Linked DNA regions of Ovis aries: region 2 is linked to region 1. The links are chromatin contacts, called in public Hi-C maps. All regions are on one chromosome and are shown on one strand. The core of a region is the stretch at or near the end of the contact, and the rest is flanking DNA. Distances in the headings are between cores, read along the strand shown. Region 1 has its middle 57 kb from the start of TRNAC-GCA. Region 2 overlaps LOC132657612 (a long non-coding RNA gene).

Evidence for each region. Hi-C and Micro-C count contacts between places; a contact is called where the count stands out from the background.
Region 2: a Hi-C map of mixed tissues shows a contact between it and region 1, with 2.1 times the contacts expected there. The contact joins two enhancer-like sites. A contact is called at or near these places in 6 of 16 Hi-C or Micro-C datasets (liver, mesenteric adipose tissue, mixed tissues and 2 more).

What each region holds. Positions count from the first base shown.
Region 1 is chr13:19,121,554-19,124,973 of ARS-UI_Ramb_v3.0, forward strand. No RefSeq gene overlaps it. Among named protein-coding and RNA genes, the nearest start is that of TRNAC-GCA, 57 kb to the left of the region's middle. Within about 2 kb of position 1,813, at least 4 of the 54 cell types and tissues checked have an H3K27ac peak or open chromatin away from gene starts, as enhancers often do.
Region 2 is chr13:19,159,162-19,162,581 of ARS-UI_Ramb_v3.0, forward strand. LOC132657612 (a long non-coding RNA gene) reads right to left here. Exons shown (of 3, transcript XR_009596032.1): 3 at 1-3,420. Among named protein-coding and RNA genes, the nearest start is that of TRNAC-GCA, 94 kb to the left of the region's middle. Within about 2 kb of position 1,525, at least 8 of the 54 cell types and tissues checked have an H3K27ac peak or open chromatin away from gene starts, as enhancers often do.

The DNA.
Region 1 (3,420 bases), core at 563-3,062:
ATCATCTGTGTTCCTGGCCTCCAAGAGGTTCACATTTCATTAGCTTTGGAGAAATGATATCAGAATATGATGCAGTCCCAGTGGGACTGAAATTTGTCATTTCCTGTTGAACAGCAGGGTTTTTGTTTGTTTGTTTGTTTGTTTTTAATTAAGTGCTGAAGTGTCTACGTGTTACTCTAACTTCTAAGGATAAAGTACATTCATGTGTTCAGTGCTCTGGGGAAGGCTCCAGAGTATGCAGTTGCCTTGCATATTTGAGGATGGGGTCTCCTCAGGCATTTTCACTCCTGTTACAAAGATCCTAGAAAATCAGCTGGTGGCCGTCTCACTCCAAACACGAAGGAAGGAGGAACAAAATATTGTAGAGGGAGCACGGCAACTGAAACTGGTGGGATGACCGAAGAGGACAACGGGAGGAAAAAACCCTTCATCAGAAGCCTTCCACGGAACCTTGGTTATTTAGTATTGTCACGTGAGTGTACGTTCCTCGGTTCTTTGTCTCATCACAACAAAGATTTGGAGCGATGGACATTAAAGCCTCCTCGGCGTGTCACAGCTCTCAAGTCTTGGATAGACCATGTTATAGCTCTCAGGTCTCGAATGGACCATGTTATAGCTCTTAGACAAATCAGTGTTACAGCTCAGTGTAACTTCTCTATTTTATTGAGAAGATAGCAGGAAAATCGATCTTCGAGGCATGAGGGCACATCGATCCAAAGACATGAGGAGAAGAACACCCCAGTGCACAGGAGAGAGAGAGAGACAGCTAGCTTTGGCTCCTCTATTTATATGTTTATCTCTCCCTGGGCCTGTCCTATGCAAATTGGGCCAGCCAGGAGTGTTGTTTGTTTTACCTGAGGTCCTCGCTCCGGTCCTCGGACCTTCTTTTGTTTCATTTTCGTGGGCTTTTCCCTTCCTTGTCTTGTAGCCACTGCCATTTTGGACTCCTTTTCCCTGTTCTACCTACCTAACAGTATGCTCCCATAAAAACGGTTCTGTGGGACTAATGTTTTCAGGAAATGCTATATACAACTACATTCTTCTTTAAGAATCACGGCTGCTTTGATATGCTAATACACACTTTAATCTTTAATTCAGAAGGTCCCACACTTACCCACGAAAAATACCTTGTGTGCAATACTTAGACAGTTTCCCCATTCTGAGAAGTGGTTGGAAAGTAATAGACTAAGAAATAGATTTGTTTGCATGAACACAAAACAGGAACATTAGGTTAAGTCGTAGTTGGAAGCATTGCCCCAAGATGCAAAGTGGTCCTTAAGATTCTTTGTCCTAGCTGAGCAAATAAAGGACGGAAGAAAGCCTAAGAGAATTTTTGATGAGGGAGACACAGATATGCAGGAATCATAGGGATGAAATCGCAGCCAGAATTTATAGCATGTCTCTATTCCATACTCTCAACAAATTATTTATGCTAATGAGCCTAGAATTATCTCATATCATCCTCCCCCAGCTTAATCACCCTTGATTACCTCTGGTGTGCGCTGGTAACCTCAGGTTAAACAATGCAGGCAGCCCCTACCTCTTCCCAGGCTGTGACAATGTATCATAATTGAGCCATTTCTGCCTCTCTGGTCACCCTCCTATTCTCCAAAGTGCATCCTCTGTACATTAATCTGCTAGTTAAATATTGATAGCAAGCCTCTGCCTTAATATTTACTTTGTTGCTCCATTATTGCTATATACGGGGTGATTATTTGTTTCTGTCTTCCCAGCATGTTTAATCAGGACTGAGTCAAGCTTTCCTATGTTTAACCTTCTTGTCCAATCATAGGGGGAGAGTGTTTGGGAGAGTATTTCCGGCACCCGCTCTCAAATGATTCTCTGTGCTTGCTCAGTGCATGTGCCACCACAGCCAGTAGGGGTCAGAAGGGCATTTCTCTTGGAGTCAGGTGGTTGGTAGTGAGAAAGGAAAGCCCTGGAGGCTCTGTCTCAGGTTGAAATCTCTCTTTGAATATGGCCTCCCAAATGTAGCCTAAGGGAGAACCAGGGTCCACCAGGTAGCTTCTGTGTTTTTCAATGGAGTGTTAGCCCTGGAGCTCTTCAGTTCAGTTCAGTTCAGTTGCTCAGTCATGTCTGACTCTTTGTGACCCCATGAATCGCAGCACACCAGGCCTCCCTGTCCATCACCATCTCCCAGAGTTCACTCAAACTCACGTCCATCGAGTCGGTGATGCCACCCAGCCGTCTCATCCTCTGTCGTCCCGTTCTCCTCCTGCCCCCAATCCCTCCCAGCATCAGAGTCTTTTCCAATGAGTCAACTCTTCGCATGACGTGGCCAAAATACTGGAGTTTCAGCTTTAGCATCATTCCTTCCAAAGAACACCCAGGGCTGATCTCCTCTAGAATGGACTGGTTGGATCTCCTTGCAGTCCAAGGGACTCTCAAGAGTCCTCTCCAACACCACAGTTCAAAAGCATCAATTCTTCGGCGCTCAGCCTTCTTCACAGTCCAACTCTCCCATCCATACATGACCACTGGAAAAACCATGGCTGTGACTAGATGGACCTTTGTTGGCAAAGTAATGTCTCTGCTTTTGAATATGCTGTCTAGGTTGGTCATAACTTACAGCGCCTCAACTTGCTATGACAGCAGCCACCCCATCCCCACAAAGACTGTGGAAAGTGCCAAAAATAGAGACCTAGATGCCCCTCCTGGTCTTGAGTCTGTTAGAAGCTCTCTGGCAAGTAACTGCTCTCTGTCCGTTTGCCTTGACTGCCTCACCAAGTTGTGGGGAAGTATTAAGTCATGAGTGAATGAGAAGCAACTTTGAAAATTCACTCTGCTGGGAAATAAAGATGCTTTATGGCATAGAAATGTAAATGTCACCCTTGAATCAAGAGGATCCTTCTGTGTTAATCCTATGGTGTCAGTGACAGGTTCCAACATATGTTTCACAAACTGGAATCTGTGGCCTCCCCCAGCAGAAAGGCCACAGTTGCCTTCGGCATGTGTATATTTGGGGAGGAAATAAAAATTAAATTTTAGGCATTTTTGTGCTGCAATCGAAAGAAAGGGATTTAACAGATGTACTCTGGGCTCTTTGCAAGTAGCGAGTTGGGAATTCTTTTTCTGCCTCTCCACTCCCCACCCTGATAGAATGGAGCCAAGCGAGTGAATCTTCCAGGAAGTCACTATCTGACTTTCAGTGAGCGTGCCTTGCAATTTGGAGACTTTAGGCAATATTGATATCACATTAAGCACATAGTTTAAAGTTCCTTCACTGGGTGGGTCCAGAGGGCGCCAGCTCGGCAAATGGTCCTTCACATTGGTAGAATGAATAAGAGTCAGCACACAGTAGTGACTTTTCCAGCTGTTTCCCACATGGTTGTTCCCATTCTCTGAGTCCTGGGAAACTGAAGGCTTCTGTGGCCGTAGTGACATCTACAGTCATAGAACCTA
Region 2 (3,420 bases), core at 275-2,774, 37 kb after region 1:
AGGGCAAAAGGAGGAGGAAGGTGTGGGTGATCAGAGAGAGGAGGGGTGAAGATGGAATAGAAGGTGGCTGAAGCCAATTGTTACTCCTATTTAGTAACGTAAGGCTACAGTCTCAGGACCACATCTAAAAAACAGAGTGAAGAGACCCAATGGGACACTGTGCCATGTTAAGATGGCAAAGATCACGTCATTTTCCATGGTGACCCTCAGACAGACCCAAGGAAACCTGATTCAAATCTCTGCTGGAGGGCTGGCAGGGAGTTCAGAATCAGTATATCTATCAAGTCTTCCAGGCAATGCTGAGCCACACAGAAATGAGTGGTTCACCTGTCATCAACAACTCAAAAAACAAAAAACAGTAACAAAAAGTAATGTGAGTCTCAGAGAGGTTCTCTTCAAGGGCAACTAAAATAGTCACACTGGAACCTCTGACTCCGGAAGCAGAGTCTTTTCTTCATCACCTCAACCTGAGGGCGAGTCTTTGCACTTCCCTGAACCTCAGCGTCCTTGTGCATAAAGTGAGCTGACCAGTTGGACTACATCAGCCTTGAGAGCTCTGTCATGTCTGATGTTTGACGACGGCTTGAATGAAACAGTTGGCCACATCCAGGTCACCTGGAATTAGGCTGCCATTTTGGATCAGAGAAACTTGTTCAGACTTTGGGCCAAATGGTCTTCTAGTGGTCTCTGAAGTCCCCAGGAGGGAGGACTAAGCCTACGGCCCACGTATTTCGAGATCTAGTTGAGTTCTAGTTGGCACTCTATCCAACGGATCTTGCAAAAGTGATTGCCACCAGCAACCCAGGTGCAACGGAAAGGATGTGGGTACAAACCCTTCAGACTTGGGTGTGTCGCTTTAGACCAGGCCAGAGCCATCAAAGCATCATGCTCTCCTCCACCCTTTCCGACTGCCCCGAGACTGGCACAGTGCTTAGTAAGAGCGAAAGTAACACTTGACTATCTGGGGGCCAACAGTCTTTTCTAGGTGGTTGAAAAATGTGCCAGACAGAGCTTCCACCAGAGAGAGAAACTTCACAGCCCAAAACAGAAACTTCTGCCGCCTGGTGTGCCAGTATCCAGGCCTGGCCCTGTGTTCCACTGGACCACGCTGCAACAAGTGATACGTGTACATTTACCGGCAAGGTTTGACTGCAAATCCTTGTTTTAATCTGTCATTCCGAAATACGTAATGGCACTTACTTAGGCCAGAAAGCCTTCTTTCGCCCAACCGTGTTTTAGAGATAAATTGGCAATGAGAGGAGCCTGCACTGTTGGGCGCTGTTTGTCAGCTGATTCTACTTATCAATTTATCAGTGCCATTCTGCAAGAAATAGTCTCCCGTTTAGAGATGACACTCCATACATAAGAGGGAATCTTTCAGTCTTACTCGGCTGCCAGCCTATTACATAAGAGAATGTGTCACCCAGCCTCAAATAAAGCAGAAAGGCTGTGTATGTAGGTGACACCAAAGCCAACATGTGCTTAGCCAAAAAGTGATTCAGTGCCTTCAGAATGTGGCTTTGCAGAATGAGATTCTGTAGGAGTCAGGGGTCGAAAGTGGGAGAGTGCGGGAGAGAGAGCTGACAGCTTCCTAGCTCTGGGCAAGCTGTTCTCAGTTACATAAGAGCAGGGAGGAGACACTGAAGGATGAAAACTCTCTTACCCTTAATCGCTCAAATCAGTTGCACTCTTTGACTTGACTATATGTGTCTGTTCCCCATCCCCTTCTGACTCCTTCCTTGGGCTGCAGAATGGGCTTAATTAGCTGGTCTGGTCATCAGTTATCAACTGTAACTGAGATAAATGGCAGTTAGGGGGTGGTGGGGAAAGGGGTCCCATCTGTGAAGTCTCAGTGGCTCTCCAAACCAGACAATTAATCAAGAGCAAAGGAAGTCAGACTTCCCTGGTGGTCCAGAGGCTAAGGCTTCATGCCCCTGATGCAGGGGGCCTGAGTTCAATCCCTGGTCGGGGAATACGACGTGCCACAACTAAAACTAAAAAAAATAAATATTTTCTTTGGAAAAAAAAAAAGAGCAAAGGAAGACCATGGGCGGTTTTCATTCAAAGACAGCAAAGCAGCCTTTTTGAGAATGCCTCAGCATAATGCAGAAACCCTGAGGTACTTTCTAGGTCTGTCTGGCTCTGGACTGAACGACTTATGCCATGTATTAATAGTCTCTCTGGATCTGTCTTTTGAAAAGCGAGGCTAATACATGTCTTCTGCAGAAAAGTACTGGTGAGGAATAATAATGAATTATTAAGAAGCCCTTTCCAGTATCAAAGTGGTGATGTAGCAATAATGAGCTTTGACCAGAAGCCATCTGTTTCGTGGGGTAGATGCTTTAATTGCTCCTGTTCGTCATTAAACTGGTGCTGGAGTTGCAGGAGGGCCGAGGTAAGAGCTTAGGTGGTCTTGTGAGGCGGTCGAGCGTGGGCTTTTGCAGACGTGCAACACTGCCCTCTATCGGCAACAGGCGTATTCACACGCCTCTGAAGCCGACCAGCCCTTCATCCACAGCTGAGCAGCCCTGTCCCTCAAAGCGGAGGTCGAAGGAGATGGGGGGCGGGGAGGGGGGGGGGCTGCTGGTGTGCAATCCCCCGTGACCAGCCCACTGCAGCGGAGGGCTTCTGCTTCACAGAGTGTGGTGCGTGTCCATTAGAAAGCTGCTGAGCAGAAGTCTTATTCCCTGGGATTTTAAGGAGCCACATTTCTCAGTATTTGACATCCATGGGACATTTGGCAAATGGAGTGCCAGATGGAGCTCCTGGCTCTATTTTCTGTAAGACACTTGAGAGTCAGAACCCTCTGGATGTTTGCATTCGGTAGGCTTGCTCCTGGGAGGGCTGGCCATGGCTCAGTGGACGCTGGGCATCCTGCAGCGGCCTGCCGAATCAGGGGAGGTCTAGGGTGCCTGTGATGCTGTGGGATCAGGGGAGGTCTAGGGTGCCTATGATGCTATGGGAAAAAGCACGGTCGCCATTGACCCCAACATGCTGACGTTTACTTCCCTTGTAGTGCCTGACTTTCTGCCAGCCACCACAAGAAGGCAAGTGGTAATTGAGTACCATCTTCCCAAGCCTCCAAAAGGGCCAGCATCAGTGCCCCCATTTCACAGATCAGAAAACAGAGGCTCAGGATGGAGAAGGACTTGCCCTCAGTTCATGGTACACGTGATCAAAACCATACAAACACAGGAAAGTGATTACATCTCAGGCTTCTCTTGAAGCTCAGCAGTGCCCTCCCACCCCCCGACACACACACACTATACATGACCACATGTTCATATAGAAATTATCTTGGTGATTTGGTGTTCATCATAACTCACAGTCATGTGAATCACAGCCCAGGATTATAGTCCTTTGAAATTGCTTTATTAATCACTGTATTTGTGAAGGCTTAGAGAAGAATCTCAGTGGTGA